5 separate regions of the Mus musculus genome follow, and regions 1, 2, 4 and 5 are each linked to region 3. Evidence: chromatin contacts called from public HiCAR-type, HiChIP or PLAC-seq and promoter capture Hi-C data. All regions are on one chromosome and are shown on one strand. The core of a region is the stretch at or near the end of the contact, and the rest is flanking DNA. Distances in the headings are between cores, read along the strand shown.

Region 1 (4,771 bases), core at 1,418-3,917, 1.4 Mb after region 3:
GGATGAACTAGAGACATACAGGATTCCCGTCTTGATGTGGAGCCAATCAATACTTTGTATGATTTGATAAGTATGACTTATTTAAAAGTTGAGGAGCTTAGAAAAATGAAGTATGATTTAAATGTTATCTTTTTTTTCTTTTTTTTATTAGGTATTTTCCTCATTTACATTTCCAATGCTATCCCAAAAGTCCCCCATACCCACCCCCCCACTCCCCTACCCACCCACTCCCCCTTTTTGGCCCTGGCATTCCAATGTTATCTTTTTAATGTAAGATATCCAGATGGGTAGAATTTAATGAGTAAATAAATATCTGAAGAAAACCCTAGAAGAAAATGCATAAATGGATCATCAGAAAAGCTGTTTATGAAACTCAATTTCAAAATAACAAAGAAAATAGATTTGATTACTTTTTTGAAACTTTCTTATGTCAAGAATATCACAGACAAGACTAGGCTATAAATGAAAAGCCTGGGAAGTCAAGCCACGGCGTATCCAAGGTAGAGTTGTAAGTCTCCTCTGTAAAGACACATTTTAAAGAAGAGGAAGATGGGCAAAGAGAAAATTTCAAAAACAAAAAAAGCGAATATGCAAGGTTAATGTAAGAAAGACTTCGACTTTACTAGTAACTAATTCTGTACACATTTACAGCATTTATCAGCTGAGGATGGTATAAACCTGAATCCCAGCACTAAGGAAATGAACCAAAAGGTCGAGAGTTGGAGACTGGAATAGCTATCAAGTGAGCCCTGTCTCAAAAAATAAAATAAAATAAAATAAAATATGAATTCTAAACTTTCAAACTGGTAATAATTGGAAAGAAGTACAATAACTCATGAACACATATTACCCTAGGATTATGAAATCAATAAATTATTCTTTGGATTAGAAAACTTTTAGAATCTAGAGGCATGGCTAAGGACTTAGCACCTGCTGCTCTTGCAGAGAACCCAGGTTCGGTTCCCAGCACCCACATGGTGACTCGCTACTGTCTGTGACTCCATTGCTGGGGGATCCAATACCCTCTTCTAGCCCCAGCAGGCACAGAAAGCAGATGGTGTCCACACACACAGGCAAAACACCCATGCTCATAAGATAAAAGTAAAATAAATTTTAATATAATTTAAAGTATATACCCTTTTTCATCCTGTTACTTCACTTTGAAGGTTGTAAGGTCGTAACCACAGTTCAGAGCAATTACATGTAAAAATTCGCTGTAGTGTTGTTTAGAAATAAAACTCCCTCTCAATAAGGAACTGCTTAAATAAATAATGCTCTATGCATATGGCATATTACAGTGCCGCTAGTTAAAATACATTGTAAGAAAAAAATTAACCCACCCTGACATATGGTAAATTGTTCACAATATCTTTTATGAGATAAAGATAAGTTATAGAAGAGCAAACTATGCAGCCACCTTCAGATATGTTCCCAGAGTAAATATGTCAGCCATGACAGTCAGCCCGCTGCTTACAATAATTTTATTCCAGAGATAGATTTGTAAATATTTTTGTTTCATTTCTGTGTTTTTGAAATTTTTCACATTGTGCATGCTATATGGCTTTACAGTCTACAGAAAAACTATACATCTACACGAGGATAAAGTATTTAAAGGGAAGGCTGCAGATAAAGGCAGAAACCCAGTGTTGCCCAGACACTGAAAACAAACAGGAGATCCGTTTGAGCACGGGCGACTGGGTGCAGCCAGGATCTGAGCAAGACATTGTAGAAGCAGAGCTGTAAACACTGCAGGTCCTGTTCTTTATCATCCAAAGGTCAGTCCACGCCAGCAACCACACACCAGTATACTGTGAGCCAACGTGGCCAAGCTAGTACAAGTGATGGCCGATACCTCTTTTGACCAATGCCTGTTAAATCTCAAAGCCCCTCACCTTTTTCAATGGCCACAGGCTAACTCGACTGTCTGACCCTTTCTGCGTGAGTTTAGAATCCTATGGAAGGCACCGTATAGACACATCAAACAAGCACTGGGGCTCTAGCGTCATTGTCAGACCTTCAGTTCAGTCAGCATTCCACCTCAGAGAACACAAGTCAAGCCTGCCTCACCTTCTCTTAAAATAATAATACGGCTACCCAAGACCCAATTTAAGTCAGGTGGTCAGGCCAGGCACATGAGCCCTGATGTTGCAAGCTGCCTGGAAGGTTCTGGCACACCCTAAGGGTGTGAGGAAAAAAAAAAAAAGTCTTGGGTGCAAAGGTGCTGGCAGAAAGCCAAGACTAAGGAAAAGAAAATTAAGAAATCACAAGCTGAAAGACAACTTAACTTTTCAAAGACAAAACGCAGAGTCCTAGCTGGAGCCGTTTATCTGCAGCACAGTTGGCTAGCAAAGATCCTGCAGCCTGTCACTGACAAAGGTCCCCACCATCAGTCCACTACTGCAGAGAGCAGGGTACCTGCTGGCCGCAAGGACAGAGTAAACACTCCCAACATGCACTGAGGCACTGGGCGTGGCTCAGGTTGCTCACACCCCCTGCGATGGGCAACCTTGTAATAATTAACTGCCGCTGGGGCTGCGAAACTCTGCCTGGAGCAGCACTGTGGGGCCAGCCATGTGTCCTCCACCCTGACTGCCTGCCTCGGCTCGGAGCAGGTGAGTGATCAGGTGAGTGACAAGGACGCCTTGTCACCCGCAGGCAGCTCCGCCTTCCCACTACTGTAAGGGACAGCTCGCCACCTCAGGCTCCGCGCTGCTTGGTCACAAGAGTCTCCTTTGCCCGGCACAAAAGCAGGTGAACTTGGAGGTTGAAGCGAAGAGCCCCGCTCAGTCCACACACAGGCACACCAGGTAGGGGTGCGGGGAGCATTTGAGAGCGGTCTAGAGAAACTGAAATCCATAGTCAGGAAGCGTAAACCCGTGCGTGCATCAGCGCAACCTGAGCCCTAGTGTGAGTTGGCCTTAAATCAGAATTTTTTTTTCAGAATACTCTCCTGGAGAAGGTAAGCGCGTGAGGGGGTTAGGACACAGTAGTGGGGAGGGGCGTTTGGAGCAGCAAGACCACCCTGCCTTCCCCTTTCCCAAAGAGCCAGCTCGTTGACTTTTACCTTAGCTGCTTCTTGTGTTTCAAGTTTGTCATACATGACTACATCGTAAAGGAAAGACCCTTTAACTTGAGGGGTCAGTTAAATGTTCCTTTCTTCAAGGTAAATCAGCTTCACTGAGAAGGGATTGAGATATAATGAAGACCTCACCAAACAATGTTAGGATGACCGTAATCACAAGGGCATCTGTGAGTTAGCATCCAGATTCTGAAGCTGGAGAGTCATAGGATCAAGCCTTGTGTCTGCTACTTACTAGTTTGTCACTTTGAACGTTACTTCCCATATCTAAGCCTCATAAGTCTGGCATCTATAAAACAAACATGATACCATGTGTCTCAGGGCACTTTAGTGGGGATTAAACAGGTGGCAGTTCTTCCACAAACGGCATCGCATCGTATGTCACCGCCCACAAATCTACAGATCTGTAAAATGGGTGTGACGGGGAGGACAAACTGACCTGAGCTGGACAGACAACACCAGACCCTGAGGATGCTGGAAGAGGAACAGTGCTTGTGAGACTGACCTGGTGACCATGGGCGAGCAGCAGCAGCTCTGTAGTGGTAAAACTGCCTGGCTTCTCCTCACTTCCAAGTGTTTAGCCTACCTGAAGGCCAGTTTAAACTTAAATGTTATCCACTTTTATTTTGTGAAAGTGGTGTTTATTTCTGAGGAAATAAAAAGCATCTGTAGTGAGAAAATTACTATCTATTTTATGCTGTAAAGCCCTGGCCTTTATGCTTCACATGAAAGACTGCATTTGAATGACTTTCATCAAATTAGACTATCTGGGCTAAGCCCTTCTGTTGTAACACATATTGAATGGTTTACAGTCAAATGATGGTGACTTTCTTTATATGCTAACAGTCTGGTGCTCATGCTTTGTCGGGCTCTAACTCTTCAGCTTAAATGACAAGGAAGTGGCTTTTTATTATACGGTGTTGTGTAAAGGACACTTTTGTGACTCTTGCTATGAGTTTTATGAATGTTGCTAAATGGTTTACAATGCAAATCATCATTGTCTTAAATGTTCATTTTTCCACTATAGAATTTGAATTTCCTAATCCACATCTAATGAGATACTGACTGAAGAATTTTGGGTAGATTTCTAATGCCAAGTCAACTGACATTTGTTGTGCTATTGGCTTATAGGATCTAGCAATAACAGTGCAGTTTGGCTTATAAAATAATCTCATTTATTTAGACTACCTCAGAGTAATAACTAAACATTTTTCATCTATTATACTGAATATAAACTGTTGAATACAATTTAAAGTATTTGATTTTATATTCCCTAGTGATATATCAATATAAAAAACAGTGCCCCAAGTAAGATAAATCTGTTTGACTATATTTAATATTTTAATATTGAGATGAATCTCCTTAACCTCATAAAAAACTATCTTCCTAGTTAGCTTATATGCTATACGTATATGTTTATCTGTTGTTCCTAAAATATATAACCCTATATTGCAAATTATAGAATGTTCTAATCAACAACACAGAAAAATAACGAGGGTTGTATGAAATAATAAACTTTTCTAATTATATTTAAAATAGTGCAGATAACATAGCATTAAATGTTGTACACTTAATGTTGACTCCTATTTTAGTTTCCTGAAATGAGTAGCTTATAATTATAATTAAACTAGATGTTTTATGCTAAATCTCCAGTTACTTGTATAAATTCAGGGATTCTGGGGCTTCAGAAAC
Region 2 (5,019 bases), core at 710-3,209, 1.8 Mb after region 3:
GTCAAAGCTCAACTCTTTTGCATGACCCCTTCAGTCCTGGGCCAAACTGCATTTAGGGCTGAACCTTCACCAGTGGCCTTCCATGGACTCTCTCAGTGCCAGGCCTCAGCTGCTCATCATGATCTCTTCATGCCTTCAAAACCAGTAGCGCCTGGGTGACTCTTACACATTACCAAAAGACAGCTGCAACAGGGGAAAATACCTTGACAATCTCTGGATCACAACTTCTTTGTGCTCTCAGAAAACACTTCCCAGAAGATTTCACTTTAGTGGTGCTGGTCTCTTAATCACCTCTATTCTATTCTATTCTATTCTATTCTATTCTATTCTATTCTATTCTATTCTATTCTATTCTATTCTATTCTATTCTTGATTGATTGGTTTTTCCAGGGTTTCTCTGTGTAGCCCTGGCTGTCCTAGATCTCACTCTGTAGACCAGGCTGGCTTTGAACTCAGAAATCTGCCTGCCTCTGCCTCCCAAGTGCTGGGATTAAAGGTGTGTGCCACCCAGCTAATTTATTTTTAATTCAAGTTTTTTAAGATTTGTTATAAATACACCATTCTACCTGCATGTATGTCTGCAGTACAGAAGAGAGCACCAGATCTTATTAGAGATAGTTTTGAACCACCATGTGGTTGCTGGGAATTGAACTCAGAACCTCTGGAAGAGCAGCCACTGCTCTTAACCTCTGAGCCATCTCTCTAGCCCCCTCACCACTAATTTCTTATCTCCAGCTAACCAGCATCATTTAATCCAGTAGTCTCTTCTATTCTGGACTCTTAAAGCCAGAGCCAAATAACCAAAGTTGCTGAGTTCTGCTTTTTGCTGGGGCTGGAACATGGCCTACTCTTGTATTCTATTATATTTTCACCAGCTTTCTGTTTCCCAACTCCTTCATTGCCTAAGCTTGGCAGTCCTGGAACTTGCTCTGTAGACTGACTTTGAACTCAGAGAACTAACTTTGAACTCATAGATCTGTATGCCTCTCTCCTAAAACACTGGGATTAAAGGTGTGGTCCACCAAGCCAGGATTTAAGTTTTTGTTCACCTAGAACTTGCTCTGTTGGACCTTGAACTCACATTTTGTCTTCCTCTTCTGGGAGTAAAGGTGTGTACTTCCATGCCTGGCCCTAAACTTAGCTGGGTGGATTTTGCTCCAAGGTCACTCACTACTCCCTTAATTCATTTACTATCTGTGAACACAGGATTCAGCTCCATTTTACTTCTGAGTGCCCCTTTAATATTCCAACCATATATTTTATATTTGTCCTTTCTTCTCAGCTTGTTCCTTTTCATTAAAATGTTTTTCATAAGAGTGAACTTTAGTAACCATACAACAGAAATTACCCCAGGCTGTTTTGAGACTTCCTTTTTCAAAGGAATCTAAATCTCTTGGCCTCAGGCAGACTCCTAGGACAATGCAAAAAAAAAAAAAGTCACATTCACCAAAGAACCACAAAAACAGTCTCTAGGCCACATACTGAAATTCTCCACTAAAACCTCGTGGGTCAGATGGTCACAGTTCAAACCACTCTCAGCAACAAAGTCTTCCACATTCCTTCTAGGATGACCCATTAAGACCCACTTAAAGCATTCCAGTGCTTTCCAAATCCAAAGTCCCAAAATCTACATTCTTCCAAACAAAAACATGGTCAGGCCGATCACAGCAGTACCCCAGTCCCTGGTACCAACTTCTGTCTTAGTGTTTTACTGCTGTGAACAGACACCACGACCAAGGCAACTCTTATAAGAACAACATGTAACTGGCTTACAGGTTCAGAGGTCCATTCAGTCCATTATCATCATGGCGGGAACATGGTGGCATCCAGGCCGGCATTTGCAGGCATTGCTGGGAGTCCTGTTTCTTTATCTGAAGGCTGCTAGCAGAATACTGGCTTCTAGGCAGCTCAGTGAGGGTCATAGCCCACACCCACAGTGACACGCCTACTCCAATCAGGCCACACCTCCAAATAATGCCACTCCCTGGGCCAAGCATAAACAAACCATCACTGGCATCTCCTCAGCCTTTATGTATTTAAAAGATTATAGTTTTAGAAGAGTTGTAATACAGGTATTTAATCTCAGCAGAGGCAGGCTGACAGAACTCTAAGTTTAAGGCCAGCCTGGACTTTATAATGATTTCCAGGACAGCCAGAGCTCTGTAGGGAGACCTTATCCCCCACATACACATCCCATCCCCCAAAGTATGAGTCTTTGGGAATATTATTCTCAGGATTTTTTCTAATGAATACATTCTTATGATATGTTTTAAATAATGTTATAAAAATTTGAGATAGTTAAAAATTTGTCTAGATTCTTGAGTAATAAATTTCTTACACATTTTAAAGCAGGGAGTTATTTTCTCTCAATTACTTTATAGATTTTTGTTGTGAAATGATATCCTTAGAATTTGAACTTATTAATGTAACATAATCAGTAGTGGCAGTGTAAATATTTAACCTGAAAACTCAACAAGTGTGTCTGCTGAAATACTCCAAGAATAAAGATGACAGTTTACGACATTATAAGGATGCAAAAGCTGTACTTAAAATAGCTATAGTATAAGTACATTTTGAAAAGCGGGTTCTCAGGGTAGGGTCGGAGGAGAGATGGCCCAGCAGCTAAAAACACTGACTGCTCTTCCAGAGAACTAGGTTTCGATTCCCCTCACCCACACGGCAGCTCACAACTGTCTATAACTCCAGTTCCAGGGTATCCAGACATGCAGGCAAAACACCAATGCCCATAAAATAAAAAGTAATAAATTATTTAAGAGAGAGAGAGAGAGAGAGAGAAGGAAAGAGAGAGAGAGAAAGAAAAAGGGAGGGAGGGAGGGAAGGAAAAGTGGGTTTTCAACTGAGTGTATACTAGGACTTACAGGTTTTTTTTTCTTTAAAGTAGGGAGACATTTAATCCATTTCATTTTCACCTTTTCCTCTGCTAGATTAACTTGCAGAATCCAGAGGAAAGGCAAGTAAATACCCTTTCTGGGTCATTTGTTCTTGAGGTTTCCATATGTAAACTTAAATCGGGCGTTTTCCTGAAGAGCCAACGTTCTAGTTTGCTGTCATTGTTGTTGCTGGCATTGTTAGAATTCCTCACTTGTTTTGAGAGGTTGTCCTCCAATGCTGTTCATAGGGAAGCCATTTAGGCAGTAAACTTATCTCAGATACTAAGATCAACGACCAAATCCTCTTCCCTTGCTTAGTTGTAAAGTGTTTCATGTTTACTTGAACATTGGTGTTTTGTTTTTTGATTTTACAGTGTTAAAAATTGAATGTAAATTCTCACCAATGAGCTACAATTCCAACTTTTTTTTTTTTTTTTTTTTTTTTGTTTTTGAGACCGGGTTTCTCTGTGTAGCCCTGGCTGTCCTGGAACTCACTCTGTAGACTAGGCTGGCCTTGAACTCAGAAATCCGCCTGCCTCTGCCTCCCAAGTGCTGGGATTAAAGATGTGCGCCACCACTGCCCGGCCAATTCCAACTTTTTAATAAGATTGTTTTAAATATTCATCACCCTTTTTGAGGCAGGCTTTCTATGTAACTCTTTACTAGGCTATGTCTTAAGTGTTAAGATTAAAGTCTTGCACCAACACTCTAGGCTTACCTTCTTTTCCCCTTTTTCTTTTAAGGCCTGCTCTCAGTAAGTAACTCAGGCTGGCCTGGAACTCACAGATCATTCTTCTGCTGGTACTATTGGCATTGAGTACCAGTTCTAGTTATTGACCGTATATTTATCTTCAAAATATTATTGTAGGCCACACAAGCTTTTATGTATAATCTGTTTCCTAATGATAAATCATGTTACAATAGGAGAAATAACATTTTAGTCTAAGGAAACAATGGGAAGATTTTTTTTTCTTTAAAAATAAAATAGAGGCTGGGACAGTGGCTTAGGAGTTAAGAGCACTTACTGCTCTTATAGAAGACATGGTTTCCAACACTTACTTGGTGGCTTACAACTGTCTAAACAGTTATACATGTGGACATAATCTTTTTTTTAAGTCACTTAAGGGGTGTGTGTGTGTGTGTGTGTGTGTGTGTGTGTGTGTGTGTGTGTTTGGTTTACCTGTTTAATGTGTGTTTATACATGCATACATGTAAATGTCTACATGAGAATGATAGACTGTACTACTAGAAAGTAGTGAAATTAAGGCTAATTTGGGGGCCATTTTTTTATCTGTTGATCAACATGCAGGGGTGGCACTGAATCAACAAGACAAGCAACTCAGTTGATCAATGCTTTGATCAAGGATCCAGACAAAGAAATTGATGAACTTATTCCAAAGAATCGTTTGAAAAGCTCCACAGCAAATTCCAAAATCGGGTCCTCAGCACCTACCACCACTGCTGCTAACAGTTCCTTAATGGGGATCAAAATGACAACTGTAGCTCTGTCGTCGACATCTCAGACTGCCACTGCACTCACCGTTCCTGCCATCTCTTCTGCATCCACTCACAAAACCATTAAGAACCCTGTGAATAATGTGAGGCCTGGGTTTCCAGTTTCTCTTCCATTAGCATATCCTCCTCCACAGTTTGCACACGCTTTGCTTGCTGCTCAGACTTTCCAGCAGATCCGTCCACCACGGTTGCCCATGACCCACTTTGGAGGTACTTTCCCACCAGCTCAGTCCACTTGGGGTCCTTTTCCTGTCAGGCCTTTGAGCCCTGCCAGAGCTACTAACTCGCCTAAGCCTCACATGGTGCCTCGCCATAGCAATCAGAATAGCAGTGGTTCTCAGGTGAATTCAGCAGGTTCTCTAACTTCAAGTCCAACAACTACAGCCAGTTCATCAGCTTCAGCGGTGCCTGGTACAACTTCAAATGGCAGTCCAAGTTCTCCTTCAGTCAGAAGGCAGCTTTTTGTCACAGTTGTGAAGACATCCAATGCCACAACCACAACAGTCACAACTACAGCAAGCAACAACAGCACCGCACCCACAAACGCCACATATCCTATGCCTACTGCCAAAGAACACTATCCAGTATCATCCCCATCTTCCCCATCACCACC
Region 3 (5,049 bases), core at 1,216-3,715:
AATAGTAGTTGTATTTCTTAGCCTATTTATGCTTTGCTTTGTTGTTGTGTCTGGAGGGCTGGGCTCTACCTCAGGCATTTCCAGTGTTTTCCTTAGAACATTTTTCACTTATTCTGGTGATTTCTAATTTTAAGAGCCATTATAACTCATCTTATTTGTTTAGCTGGGTACCAGCTTTTCCAGCATTCTTTTTTTTTTTTTTTTTTTTTTTGGTTTTTCGAGACAGGGTTTCTCTGTGTAGCCCTGGCTGTCCTGGAACTCACTTTGTAGACCAGGCTGGCCTCGAACTCAGAAATCCGCCTGCCTCTGCCTCCCGAGTGCTGGGATTAAAGGCGTGCGCCACCATGCCTGGCCTTTCCACCATTCTTGATTCCTTACCTCCTGTGTTTAATCACCAGGTATTATATTCCTCATTTTCTCCATTCTTGCCCTGGAACTTGGCATCCTGTATGAAACAAGGTCCATTTCCACTGTAGATTCATGGTGCACAGATTCAGTTGGCACACTAAACGTTTTATTCTGTTCCTATTGAATTGAAACTTGTCATAACTACCTACCTTTAGGAGTTTAAACTTACTATTTTCTTGAGCCTCAATCTGACCAGTATGTTTGTTGTTTTGTTTGGGGCAGGGTCTCAATATATAGCTCTGGCTGGCTTGGAACCTGCAGTATAGTCTAGGCTGGCCTTGAACTCAAGACATATGCTTGCTGGGGACTAAAGTTTTCACTACGTGCCAGGCTGACCAGTATGGTTTAATAGAAAAATGAAATTTACTAAAGATTTAGGCTAGGTAATGTGCATGTTTTCTCTCCTTGAATTCTTCTGGACTAATAAACCCTTACACTTAGTATTTCAGGAATTACTGATGCTGCCTCCTTCCCTACCATTTTTCTCTGCCAGTTATTTTATGGTTCAAGAAGAAAACAGCAATCCTAGTTGTTCTACATAACATCTATCTCCTTCCTCTTCAGTAATCGGATGACAGACAGAATAATCTTCCTCCCCCTTCCCTTCTTCATGGTGCCTCACAGAGGCTAGGTCTTGAGCTTGGTCAGTAGCTGAGAGAGACCTGACTTTGCGGCACTCCTGCTCCCTACCTCCGAGGGCTGAGATTAGAGGGCTGTGCCACAACCATCATGCCTTAGTGTATAAATTGTTGGATGTGGGGCCCAGGGCTTTGTGCAGTCCAAGCAAGCATGCCATCACTGAACTACCCTATTTCCCAAAGGAACTTGTACTTCTTGACTACCCTCTAGTTCCTTTACAGTTATTTCCAACTTTTAAATATTTTCTCAAGCAACACCTGTTCACCATTTTTATAGCCTTTGTCCTTTCAGTTCCCATGTATACCACTAATTTTGCTACTCAACTGTTTATTTTTTGTAAAACTGGAAAAAAGTAAAATATGAGGTTCCCACCCTAATAAACCTGTTTGTACATAAAAGTTCACATGAATGTCTAGAGAGATGGCTCAGTGGCCAAGCACACCTGTCACTCTTCCTGAGGACCCACGGCAATCAGAAACCAACTGTAACTCCAGTTCCAGGGGGTCTTGACGCCCTCTTTTACCTCTGTGGGCACCAAGCACGCTCACAGTGCACAGACATACAAGCAGGCAGAACACTCATAAATATTTTTCTATTTAAACCTCATGGGGTTTGTTACAATCTAGAGTAAAGCGATGGGAATTATCTTCAAGTTGGTCACAGCTCATTGCTACATTATAACTCACATCTTGGGTTATCCAAAAACAACCCCCCCCCAAAAAAACAAAACAAAACAAAACAAAACAAAAAAACCAAAAACCCATACCCTGTTTCCAGAGGTGGTTCTCAAAATTGTAGGTTCGGGAACTCGATTTTAAGCAGTTTGGTGAATGATGGTAACTGAGCACCGGGAGATTAATGCAGTACCGAACTAAGAAAAATTATAAAACAATTGCTCTTACACCTTACTATGCAAGAATAACCCCTGGGTGCTGGCTAGGCATATACGTGTCTGTTATCAAGGATACTTTCCTGGATCGAGCTATTAAAAAAAAAAACATATTTAGTTGAGTACAAATTGTGTGGCTATAGGTGAATACAAGTAAAACTATTTGGCCTTACAATCTCAGTCCCTTAATAAGGAGGGATAAAGCATTTCCCGGCTTCTCGTACGACGTCAGCATATGCTTGGTAATGGTCTTCCGATCTTGCCCTGTCGTGGCTAATCTAGTCTTCAAGCTGAAGGCAAGCTTTAAGCTCCAGCTTGCGCCGCTTGCAGTCAGCACCTACCTTTCTTGCTTTCTGGTCCTCTCTGGGCTCCACCCCAAATCTTTCCCTACCAGGCTGGCGTCCCAGGGTCCTTTTTCCTGTCAGGTCTGTCAACAGATCTCATCCCACCAATTTCGGCTAAATAAACTACTAGGCTCTTCCGGTCCACCGCCCGGAACCGAAAGGAAGCGAGGAATCGCGGCTGGGCGGAACCTCCCCGGGTGGGGCCCGCGCCCCGCAGCGCCCCGCCGCGCCGCGGGCGGGCAAGCTGGGAAATCTCATGGTCTCCTCAGTCCCAGCGAACCGTCACCTTGGCTCTCCTCGTGGCCACTGGGGCAACCTGCGGTCCCCTGAGAGCAGAGGTCTCCTGGCGCCGGCAGAAAGGTCCCTACAAACTTAAGACCGTAGGTGTGGGGACGAGGCCGTCAGCTGAGCGAACCTGCGAGCTCCAGGTGAAGGGGCGGGGCGGGGTGGCACAGAGCCAATCACAACGCCTGACGACAGGCCTCAGCCAATCAGGATCAGGGAGGCTCCGCCGTAGGCGGGGCGGGACCAGGCGGGTGAGAGCCGCCCCTTGCAGCTAGGGTGGCCAACGCCTTCGCCTAGGGCTACTTGGCGAGGTGCTGCTTCCCTGAGCTGAGCGACCCGAGGGCTTTCGGCCGGCGGTGCTCTGTTTTCCTCAGTTCGTTTCTCTGCAGCTGTTGTCCTTGACAGGTGCTTGTGTCTTTGCCTGTCGCAGACGCATTCTGACTCGGGCCCTTTCTCTCTCTCTGGAGACTGCCTATGGCTGGGGACCGAGTGAGGTCGTTGCCTTGACGACGGCAGCATGCGGCCCGTAGTCCTCGGAAGTGTGAGCTTGCGGAGGGCAGAAGCCAATCTGCCTCCCTGCCTGCTTCACCTAGGACCGGTAATTGCGTCCGCAGAGGAAATCCCAATACTGGGATTGCTAGTGTGCTAGCTAGTCAGCATCTTTTTAGATCTGCTAGCGAGATGCATATCACCTTAAATTTGTTTCCAAGTTGAAAACCTTTGGCTCTTTCCATGTGAAGGGTTTGGAAGAAATAGTAAGTATAATACTTTGTAAAAACCCAGTTATTTCGTTCTTTTATGTATAAGAAATTTCAGTTTGATTTTAACCAAAGAACATTGGTAGTATTTGAACAGTATGCTTGTATGGCACATATCCTAAATTATTATAGTGCCATCGCACCAGACTTCTTTTTTGTATGCCACGTGCTACCCATAGATTTAAGAGTGAGAAGGCAAGAAACTGATGGGTTATAAGTTACTGAGGAAACAAGGCATATTTTAGGCCATGATATTCTTAAGGTATTTTAGACAGTCCCACTTGAACAAGTAGGTGTGCTCTATGTAGTGTGTCTACATGGTTGGGAAAATAAATTTGGATTAGTTCACTTGTATAATACTAGGTTATAATATGTTTCAGAACCTTTTAGACATGATTAAGGTCATTTTTATTTGGTTCATTTTGCATCTTTAAATATCTAGGATGCCAATTACAATATGTTTAAAAACGATCTAGGCTATAGATTCCAGCTATTTGTATTATTTTCACTAGCCTAAAGCTTACTCCTTTACAATATATACTTAAGGGAAGGTTAAAAACTATGCCAGTTAGAATCACACTGAAGGTTTTTCCAAATGTAAATTTTTTATTATAAAAGTAATTAAAGGTAAAAAGAAGTTAAAATGTGAACTATATGGGAAGTCAGTGCCTATGACACTGTAAATAGTTTTAAGTAGAATCTAATACCCAAAGTGGTAATAAGATAGTGAAGAGTTTTGAATTTGATTTTAATTAGGATTCTTTTCATTCTCTCCATCTTCTCTTTTCTGTGTTGATCTCCATTTACACTGTGCAAATAATGGCTGCTGGATGGTGTACTTCAGTGGTAGAAAGAACACCTGCTTAGCTTATTGGAGGCCCTGGGTTAACACAGACACAGACACACACACACACACACACACACACACACACACACACTTAGGTGTCAAGTGTTGAAAATGTAATATATACTTTGGATTCTCACACACACACACACACACTTAGGTGACAAGTGTTGAAAATGTAATATATACTTTGGATTATCATAATTTTTTAGAATAAAAAGTCAATGTTTTTTGTTTGTTTGGTTGGTTGGTTTTCCCCCTTTTCTATGAATATACTAGAAGCCACTAAAACATCACCACTTTTTCTTGTCTGGGTAAGTTAGCTCTATATATCATATGCGATTAATATTAAGTGGAAAGAAGTGTTTTCCTTCCAAGAGGTTGTGATAAGGTTTTTTTGTTTTGTTTTTGTTTTTGTTTTTTTGGTATGGTCAGGCTCTTAAAAATTCAACTGTGAGTCGTCATTTGAGTATAATCACCTAATATTTATATTTTAAAATATAAATATACCTAAAGTTTAAGTCTTCCCCAGCCCATGTTGAAACCAAATCAGGATCTAGAGCAATATTTTTTTATTCATGGCTGCTGGAATTTAAATTCAAAAGTCAGATTTAAAAAAATTAATTTATGCTGGGCATGATGGACAAATGTGTGTGTGTATAGTGTATGTGTGTGTATGGGTGTGTGTGTGTATGGTTGTGTGTGTGTATGGGTGTGTGTGTGTGTGTGTGTCTAGGATTCAAACCCAGGGACTTCATACCCGTGCTAAGCATATACTCTACCACTAGTCACATTCCCAGCCCCAAATAATGATTTTTTTCTTTATTAAAATATATAATATAAAAAACTGGTTGCTGGATTTTTGTCAATTATTGATAAAAT
Region 4 (4,824 bases), core at 298-2,797, 1.2 Mb after region 3:
AGTGGTTGACACTTAGTGGTCTCCCAATAAATATTAGTTTAATGAAATATTTTAAGCCTACCCATCTTTAAACTGAACAAGCAGAACTGAACTACCATCGATGAAATGTATCCACACTGTTAAATATTAATGTAAAATAAAAACCACACACTTTGTGGAATAAATAAATACATAAATAAATAGGACCCTCAAAAGAAATTGTATAGTGTTGTCAGAAGCCAGCGTTCACCAGACAGGTGCCATCAGAGCAGTCTGTCTTCTTTCTCCGTTACTTGGGGACACCTCTGCAATCAGAAAAGAGTCATTGTTACAAATAGTCATCAAAGCCTTTCTTCTTTTATTCCAGCCCCTGAGGCTCCAGATGGGCTTTCTACATGTCTACACTTGCACCCAGAGTTCTGTACTGTCGGTTCCTGTGGAGTCAATCACTTGACTTGGAAAACAAAAACAAACAAAAACAAAAACAAACAAACAAAAACCTACTTCAGCATGGGTTAATTTACAAGTGTGACTTTAATCCTCTCTCACTCACAACTCTGTGATATAGCTGCTATTATCTCCCCTACTTGGCTTAAATTCAATAAATTATGTAACATTCACAGAGACCTTAGCCTTGAACTCAGGGAAATCTCACTGGCAAAAGAAGGCTCGGGCATGCTTTGCCAGCCCCTAAGGAGACTTTTAAAGGCTATTGGCGACTTCTCCATCTTTTAGGAACTGTTGCCACTGACCATTTGCATAGGGGTTTTGAGTGTGGTAATAATTATACACAATAGTAATTGTGTAATATACAATAGTAATTGTGTCCAAGAGGACACAATTCTCTAGCATCAGAACCAATTAATGATCTCAAATTAAGGTCAATTACCAAAATAATAACCACAACTTTCCGACCTCCTGATAAACACAGACTTTCCTTGATAGAATTAACGTTCAGGGGTCATATGCCAGTACTCCCACCCTTGACTCTAGTCTCGGGTACAAACACAAGTCACAACTCACTTTAGCATCTTTTGGACAATTTTCTGAACCAAGGGAGCTTCAGGGTCAAGGCAAGCCTCGCGACCATTCTTGAGTGTGGCTCTGCAGAGAGAAGGATAGACCCACATGTTAGGCATTCCCACTAGGAGAAGTGTGGGGGCGCGGGAGGGTTTGGGCGAGTCTGGAAGTGGCAGAAGCTAACCGGGAAGATACTCACATGACTTCGGTTTGGGTGCAGTGGGGCCCTGAGGGCAACACCTTCAAGCTCTGGATGTTCTTGAGGTGAATCCCAGCCATGGTCTGCAGGCACTGACAGCGCAGCTCATTGGCGATAGGCGCCCCTATGGGAGAAGACTCTTGGTCAGCGGGACTGTGGGAGGCTGCGCTCACCAGAGGTCCCTCCTCCCCCAGTGGCAGTGGCGAGACCTACCTGTGGCCAGGCGGCTGGTGGCCAGCAGCAGCAGCGCTGCACAGAGAAGCGAGCGGGTGGCTGGGATCATGGTGCTGTGTTGGAGTGTGGCTGGAGTCTGGAGTGCTGGAACTGGTTAGAGGCTCTGAGTCCTGTTGTGGAGCTCTAGGGCTCCCGCGAGCCCCTTTTATGCTCGAAACTCCAGAGCTCCGGGCCAGGGAAATTCCCGGAGTACAGGGTGTTTCCCTGCAACCGGAAAGGACATCGCTCCTCCCCCTTGCTCCACTCCCAAGGATTAGACTCTGGGATTTTTGCTTTTTGCCCCAAAGTCCCAAAGGGGAGGGAGTGACGTGCTTCGCTGGACAAGTGACGGCTGGGGGGTTGGGGGGGGGAGGAGTAGTGAGACTTCAGAGTCTCCAGTGCTCAGGGCGAGGTGGGTCACACGCGTTATGTGCACGTGGGCGCCACGCCACCTAGGATTCCACTTGGTGTACTACAGTGATTTGCGGGGATGGAAGCTTGTCTTGTTTTTTGAGTGTGGCAGATTAACGCATTCTTTAAAAAGACATCTACCCTCTCTTATCCCACGTGAGGTGGTTTGCTTTTGCCAACTGTTTTTGTGGTAAATCACAGTTGGTGGTTTGTATCAGGGAGGCATGTGAAGAGGGTGAGGAGAAAGATCACTGTCAAGGTTAGGTCCCTGTTTATTTTAGAATGCTGTAGCAATCTCCTCTTTGTTTTTTGAGCTTGGGAACTTCCCGAAAGTCCGAACTCCCGGTGTGGTTCCTGAAGCATCCCTACCCTGCTGTATAGCAGGTCATATTTTGTTTTGACTAAGGAAAGTCCACGGGAAAGCTGTGGGTTTTTTTCTGGGCTGAGGAGGGGGTTCCTAGATATAAAAGGCCACAGATGTCACAAGCACCAGTCTAACAGCAAAGGGCTATGGCTTTATATAACTATTAGTCTACTTGTACAACTATTTTCATGCTATCTGAATCTATCTGTATTGTAAAACTGAGTCTTTGAATATTATTATTATTATTATTATTATTATTATTATTATTATTAATTACTACTCAGGGTTACCTAGAACTAGCTATTGAACTTCCAAGCCTTCTCCTCCCACCTTCCAAGTGCTTCTTAGACTCAGGAGCCAATACACCAGACTTAGATAATTACTGACATATTTGTTGCTCTCTATTTAAACAATTTCAGAATCTGCCTGAATGCAGTCTTAGGTCTCCAGATTGTTGTCGTTATTGTTGTTTGTTTGTTTGTGTTTGTTTTTGTCATTGTTGGTATTTGAATGTAGATCCTAGCTGAACATCCATTGATTCTATGTCTCTGTGAGGGAGAACTGGAGCTATCATGTAAGAAACCCTTGGTCTGGGTGTACTCTACATGTGGAGCTACAGAGGCAGCCTGACTATTAGGATTAAAACTTCAGCTTCAACGAGTCCCCACGCAATGGTCACTGGCAATCTCTCCAACCTCAAGTATGTTTCTCATCTGTAAAAGAAAGCCAATAGTAGCATTTGCTTCACAGAGCTGATATACTAAGATGAAATGTGCTAGCATCCGGGTGCTATTTAAGCATTTTGCAAATAGCTACCAAATAAAGGAAGAGACGTGGTACTCTACAACTTTATTGGCAACAAATTGAATGATCATAAAGGTGGGGTACTCAGATTAGGATTAATGCCCCATGAGAGTTCAGAGGTCATCTGTGCTGAGTCTTACTCCCTTCTTCCCTGAGGTCTCTGCAAGGAAATGGTAGCCATCTGCACAGGAGAGTCCTTCACCAAGCACTACACCTGTTTCCAAACTTCCTAAGATTAGCTGTTTTGAAGGGTACCGTGATAAGAGAATTCCTCCTTGTTTTACTATAGCTGGATGCCGCTGATATATACAAGCTGCAAATCACAGAACAACCTACTGGAGTCATGTCTTAAAAATAGAAGCTCACTAGGGCTGGAGGAATGGCTCAGCAGCTAAGAGCATGTTCTGTTCTTGCAAAAGAGGTAAGTTCAATTATCAGGCAATTCCCAATCATCTGTAATTCCAGCTCCAGGGACAGCTAACGCCTGATGCCTCAGCCGGCCCCTGTACTAACATATGCGCATCCACACTCAAGTGGATGAGTGAATGTACACAGTCAATGTAAAACATTTCCAATCTTTATTAAGTCTCAAAAATGTCCCTCATAGAACTAATATAAAAATACAACCACTTAACATCTGTAAAGTATCCTTCAAGTAAAAGTTACTGAAAGTAATGTTAACTAAAGCAAACCAGTAAGATATGAAATTATTGAAACTAAAAAATAACATTTTATACATTCCATTCAGTAAAAGGAAAGGCATAAATACAGAACGTACAATAGTGGTTGCCCAGGAGAAAGGGATTTAGAAATTTATTATTATTGTTTGTATGTGTGTGCATGTGTGTTGGATGTATGTGGAGGGTGCATGTGGAAACAGTGGTTGACACTGGGATGTTTATCTTGATTGCTTTCCAGCTTGATTTGGAGTCAGGGCTCCCCATTAACCTCACAGCTTTGGATAGACTGGCTGGCTGCCGAACCCTGGCATCTGCCCGTCTATCCAGGCCTCCACAGTGCTGTGATCATAGAGACATGCATTCAGTCACTCCTCATCGTTATTTTGGTGCTGGACACGTGAATTTAGGTCTCAATGCTTGGACAGCAAGTATTTTACCCACTGAACCATCTTTCCAGCCATGGAAGTTATCAAACAGACGTAGGGTTTCCATTTATATGATGAAGGCATTTTGGAAATGGATGGCAGTGATGGTTGCACAAGACTATACAAATATCATCAAGATGTACATTTTTTGTGATAAATTTTATGGCTCTTTTGTCATGATAAAAATTAAACAGAGTAAATAAAATGAATAAGTAGTAAATAAATCTGTTGAGGTTAATGGGTTTTATTGATTTTTTTTACTTAGCACATGAGTTACGGGGAGTTAAATTTTTTAATATAAGAAACAATATCCATGGAGATGCTGCGGATACAGGGAGGTGAGCTTAGGAACTGTCACGCTGAAGAAGGAAAGTAGGTTTACTTTACTGAGGAATCAAGTCCAGTGAAAGAGCTGTGTGCTCCAGAGGATGGATTTCTGGTTAGGATTTGAGAAAACAATGTTGAAGGTCCAAAGGTAGTGGACATTAATGGACCAAAGGATTGCAAGACCTGGGAAGGCCCCACTAGGATCAGAAGGCATCACATACCGTTTCATAAAAAAAAAATTATCAATTTACACAATTCCATTTACAATAAATAGTATTGTATAATTTGAGGATAGAAACAGGATAAAGTTAGTGAGGATGGAAACCTTAAGCCATAGAGAGGACAACTTAGAAATGATTCCCCACAATAGAGGAAAATGGCAATGCCCCAAGAAATTATTAA
Region 5 (4,604 bases), core at 639-3,138, 1.0 Mb after region 3:
TGGGAATAAAGTCTGAGACAGAGATAAAGTGGCCTCTGATAAAGAATGCTACTAAAAATTCCAGGGCTGATTTTTCACTGCTCTAGTTAGTTAAAATCCCGGCCTCTCCTTTAAAGGCCATACCTAGTATTGAAGGTGATGGAATATTCTGTTTGACACCTAAACTTAGGTATGCAGAAAAACACAACCTAAACCTTTACACACGGCAGAGGGAAATGGAAAAATCTAAGCGATCTTCAGAAAGGGTGCCACTGGGATGCAAAAAAACAAACAAACAAGCAACTATCATTTCTGGCAAAGTTCTATATATTGCCTTAGCCCTGCAAAGGCAAAACACTGGAGAATGGATGCTTGCCGAGCTCTAAGAAGCATCTGATAGCTAGCATGCTTACTTACCTACCACTCAGGAAATTGGGACTGGTACTGCCCTGCAGAAGGGGCTGTCTGTCCAGCACACAGTTCCTGATTCTGGTGCTTGTGGTAGCTATGGTATTTGCATAATTTCAGGCTCAAGGCAGGACAACTGATGGCACCACCTCTCCTGTCTCCTATAGACTTCCTTTAGTCTGATGGCACCATCTTTCTATTGAGTGTTTAGGGAACTCTTAACCAACTTCTTGCCACTAAAACAAGCACAGGTTAGGCTAATTTCCTCACATTTGAGCTGTGAGTCAAACCCAGGCTCAAAAGTGTTCCAAATACAAACTCCATTACTAAACCCCACCTTCTAGACCAGTTTGGGCCAATTTACTGCCAAATTTGTTGCACTGAATAAAAATCATTTCTCCATCACTTGATTAAACATTAACAGTTTTCTCAGAGCATAAGAAAAGGGGTAGGTGAGTCGTGAAGAGAGTAGGGACAACTGCACCTCCGTATTAGCTCAAGAAGTCAGCAATGAAGGGCGGAAAATATGTTACGTTTGTTAGTTTACTTAAGAAAATTCTGCTTGCAAGGTCTTCTAGTCATTTATAGCTTGATAAAGGAATGAACAAGCAATATGAGAACAGGAATTTGAATCCACAGTAATAAGAGGCCTTGGAATTGTGTCCTTGTGACTTTTACCAAAATTTGGGTAGATAAGAAAGTTAATGACAATTCCATGGGAGAGAGCCAACCCCTGTCACTATTAATGATACTCTGCTGTGCTTGCAGATAAGAGCCTAGCATAGCTGTCATCTGAGAGACTTCATCCAGCAGCAGATAAAAACAGATGCAGAAACCCACAGCCAAACATCAGATGGAACCTGGGGAGTATTGAGGAAGACTGGGAGATAGGAATAAGTGAGCCCAGGGGTTCAAGGACACCACAAGAAGACCTACCGAGTTAACCAACTTGATCCCATGGGAGCTCATAGAGACTGAACCACCAATCAAAAAGTATGCAGGGGCTGGACCTAGGTCCCTTACACATCTCTAGCAGATATGCTGCTTGGTCTACATGTGGGTCTCCTAACAATTGGAGCTGGGCTGTCTCTGACTCTGTTGCCTGCCATTGGATCTCCTTCCCCTAGCTGGACTGTCTTGCTATGAACAGATGTCCCAAGGTGAAGTGGTATGCAAGGGGAAGGGGGTAACAGGAGGAGGGATTTATGAGGGTGAGACTGGGCAGGGAGGAGGGGCGCTGTGTATAAAGTAAGTTAATGAAAAACAATTGACTAATATTATTAAGGGTAACAGTCGAAAGGAGGAGTTAATAAAGATATTTATATCAGTTGTGGGGCATGGGGGATGGGAGAAGCTGGTGTCAGGCTTTGAACTGGGAGGTGACTTTAGCAGGCTAACTCGCTGAGAAGACACACCCAGCATGTATTGTAGCAGGAAGCAGCTAGGGATGTGGGCAGGGCAGTGTCTGAGTCATCAGCTGGCACCTTGCCAGCTCCCAGGTGAGTGTGGCTTCTCCTAGCAGGTACATTCCTGGGCAACTCTTTGATCTGAGGTTTTTCTCTGCCCTGTGAGGTTTGCAGTGCAACAGGGCCCTCTACAGGCCTCCTGGTAATTAAATTAAGATGAGGAAAGACCATAACACTAATCCAAACAACCAAGTTGGCAGATTTAAAGGCTCCTAGGAACCTTGAATTGGCAGCTTAAGCCCTGGGGGCCGGTAGCTTTGGAGGATGCAAGCATTCCTAACCACAGCTATGCAAGACAGTTTTCTGCCTTCTCTTCACTAGAAAATACCTTGGCTTCTAAATGTGGGCTTGATGTAAAACAAACACATGGAAGCCAAAGGAGATAATGTCTGTGGGTGGGATCCTCCTGATAACTCTCAGAGTGTTTTTTTATTTTTCTTATAGCCATTTAATAGAATTTCATATCCAAAGGACTCCATGGAGTTAAGCAGCCCCAGGACTGCGTGAGAAGCCTTGTACCTAGAGTGACACAGATATTGTTTTTATATCTCAAATTGTTGCCTTAATCAAGTCCATCAAAATTTAATATTTTTCTCTAAGGAACAATTTGGATAAGGGTAGGACTGAAGGTAATGGAGAGGAAGACGGGGTCTACTGAATTCTACTGACAGCTTGGATGCTTTACTTCTTGTCTCTGATCACCAACCTCAGTCAAGGGCACCCATGGAAGTTAACAGTGCCAGGTGACACTTGTCCACAGATCAACGAGGAATATTCTCAAGTGATCCTTTTATCCCTTGAGTCTTGAGGATAAGCCAGGCTTTGTTTCCAGTCTCCAGTCTGTGGACTCTCCTGTTGGCAGGCTCTTCTCTCCTGTTCTGGCCCCACCCTGACACTGGTATGCACATCTTAATCTGAAGATGACAGTAGGGAATTTCTGTGGTTGGTCCATGACAAAGGCTATTATGTCTATTATAAAGAAAAGAACTGGTTTTCATTTGTAGATCACTTGGCCACCTCTCTAGGTTCACCAAGAATATGAATTTTCCATACCCTGTCGGGAGAGATCCCCTAGGCTATGGCAAAGAGAAAGAGCTGAATGTTGTGTGTCCTTGAACAAGTCTGCACAATTAAATGTGTGTCTGTTGGGTTAATTAAAAGCCTTGGAAATGATTATAAATGGCAGTGCTAGGACACTAGTATGCTCCCTTGATTTGTTAAAGAACTTTATATTGATTCAATACCTTTGTGCAAATTTAAAAGTATAGAGATGCCATTCTTTCCAAAAAAAAGATCTACAGCATGATTTGTTGTTTTTAATTTTTAAAATTTTGTTGACGTTGTTGTTGTTGATGTTGTTGTTGTTGATGTTGATGTTGTTTTTGTTTTTTGTCTTTAAGACAGTCTAGATAAGTAACCCAAACTGGCCTTGAAGATTTGAGATTGTCCCTCTGCCTTCTAAATGCTGAGATTACAGACCCACCACTAATCCTGGCATCTCATTAGCCACTCCCTGAGGACAAGCCACATGGTTAGCTGTAGCTACTTGCCTTTGATCTTAACTGCATTTCAATCTACATACATCTATGCTCCTGTATCTGAGGCACAAAAACGAGAATGAAGGGCCACAAGGTGTTGAGATAAGACTGGACTGAGCGAGGCTGTCCAACTCCTTATCATGTAATCGAATTCCTACCCCCGATGAGCTGTTTCTTCGGAAGCAGCAGGTATTCCCTCATTTAGGTTATGGAGCGAAGTGAAATAAAACAACAGAACACATTTTTTTAAAACACGGGTCTTCTCAAGACTGGAACATGGGTCGCTAGTTGCTCAGAGTCTCCCAAGGTCACCGATTGATTTGAATAATTAACAGAACTATCATCCAGAACTTGAAAAGTATGCTCTTCAATGTGCTACTGGATAGATCTGTGCCAAAGGTTTGGACAGAAATGTGGACTCACCCAGCTTAGCAATGCCAGACTCTGACAAATTCAATTTCAACACTTCCACTGCATCTTGGCAGAAGTTCCTATCTGATGTCATCAGTCAATGATGTAAGGTAGAAAGAGTGGTATTTTGCAATAGGGCTTCTGGTAACCCTTCCCATATGTGTGGGTTGCAAGCTATCAATATTTATATCACACGCAAGATAGCATGTAACATTTTGTAACGTCAAGAAGTTAGTTGGTTTATTCACAAGTCTTTGGCACACGAGCACTGTCCTTGTGTTCAACATCAACAATTTAAATTGTTGATGTTTGTCTTATTTTCATAAGACATTGTTTTTCAATTAAATATAATGAAGGAAAATCTTACTGACATCACCAAAGTGAATATGTCAAAACTGAAGGATTAGATCTGTATGGTGGCAGGAAATTCTAAAAGACGGGTCAGTTTATAATTTCATCCTATGAAAACATGATTATAGGAAAAGTTAACTCGGGATACAGTGACAAGCTGTTGTAAATCATTTTTTTTTGTAAAGTTAATAGCTTTGTATGGGTACTATTACAGGATTTGCGCCACCCCTACCATAGTCTAAAGTACATAATGAAGTACTTATGAATGTGGCTGACCAAAGGATGTACTCTCACAGAACTGACATAGAGGCAGACATGGCAGGAGGCAAAGGCAGAATGGAAGGAAATTCAATTTCTTGGACTGACTGGTTTTGTCACAAACACCATAAACACATCACTGATGATCCACCTACATAGCTGAAAACATAGTTCTGAGGCAAAGGTTTTATTG

What was found. Promoter capture Hi-C pulls out the DNA fragments that hold promoters and counts their contacts. HiCAR-type assays count read pairs that join an accessible place to other places. HiChIP or PLAC-seq counts read pairs in DNA pulled down with a chosen protein or histone mark.
Region 1: a promoter capture Hi-C map of liver shows a contact between it and region 3, with 3 times the contacts expected there. The contact joins the promoter of Rassf6 here to the promoter of Cdkl2 in region 3. A contact is called at or near these places in 5 of 39 promoter capture datasets (the 3T3-L1 cell line, hippocampal neurons, liver and 1 more) and 1 of 9 other capture datasets (liver).
Region 2: an H3K27ac HiChIP or PLAC-seq map of embryonic stem cells shows a contact between it and region 3, with 3 times the contacts expected there. The contact joins the enhancer-like site here to the promoter of Cdkl2 in region 3. A contact is called at or near these places in 3 of 39 promoter capture datasets (embryonic stem cells, frontonasal cranial neural crest and hippocampal neurons) and 3 of 115 datasets of contacts at active chromatin or transcription factors (astrocytes, embryonic forebrain and embryonic stem cells).
Region 4: a contact with region 3 is called in a HiCAR-type map of astrocytes, with 4 times the contacts expected there. The contact joins the promoter of Cxcl1 here to the promoter of Cdkl2 in region 3. A contact is called at or near these places in 4 of 39 promoter capture datasets (cranial neural crest, hippocampal neurons and liver) and 1 of 115 datasets of contacts at active chromatin or transcription factors (astrocytes).
Region 5: a contact with region 3 is called in a FOXA1 HiChIP or PLAC-seq map of pancreatic cancer cells. The contact joins the enhancer-like site here to the promoter of Cdkl2 in region 3. A contact is called at or near these places in 3 of 39 promoter capture datasets (the 3T3-L1 cell line, embryonic stem cells and liver), 2 of 115 datasets of contacts at active chromatin or transcription factors (embryonic stem cells and pancreatic cancer cells) and 1 of 9 other capture datasets (macrophages).

The regions. Positions count from the first base shown.
Region 1 is chr5:90,638,423-90,643,193 of GRCm38.p6, reverse strand. It overlaps Rassf6 (Ras association (RalGDS/AF-6) domain family member 6), which reads left to right and starts at 2,667. Exons shown (of 11, transcript NM_028478.3): 1 at 2,667-2,807.
Region 2 is chr5:90,243,676-90,248,694 of GRCm38.p6, reverse strand. Ankrd17 (ankyrin repeat domain 17) reads left to right here. Exons shown (of 34, transcript NM_030886.2): 29 at 4,201-5,019. Among named protein-coding and RNA genes, the nearest start is that of Cox18, 22 kb to the right of the region's middle. Within about 2 kb of position 1,959, at least 23 of the 459 cell types and tissues checked have an H3K27ac peak or open chromatin away from gene starts, as enhancers often do. A contact at or near this core is called in embryonic stem cells, where this site is marked.
Region 3 is chr5:92,040,458-92,045,506 of GRCm38.p6, reverse strand. It overlaps Cdkl2 (cyclin-dependent kinase-like 2 (CDC2-related kinase)), which reads left to right and starts at 2,465. Exons shown (of 14, transcript NM_016912.2): 1 at 2,465-2,708.
Region 4 is chr5:90,887,968-90,892,791 of GRCm38.p6, reverse strand. Cxcl1 (chemokine (C-X-C motif) ligand 1) reads right to left here and starts at 1,547. Exons shown (of 4, transcript NM_008176.3): 1 at 1,412-1,547; 2 at 1,199-1,322; 3 at 1,003-1,083; 4 at 1-284. The coding sequence starts at 1,481. The coding sequence ends at 269.
Region 5 is chr5:91,036,100-91,040,703 of GRCm38.p6, reverse strand. No RefSeq gene overlaps it. Among named protein-coding and RNA genes, the nearest start is that of Epgn, 11 kb to the right of the region's middle. Within about 2 kb of position 1,888, at least 64 of the 459 cell types and tissues checked have an H3K27ac peak or open chromatin away from gene starts, as enhancers often do. A contact at or near this core is called in liver and pancreatic cancer cells, where this site is marked.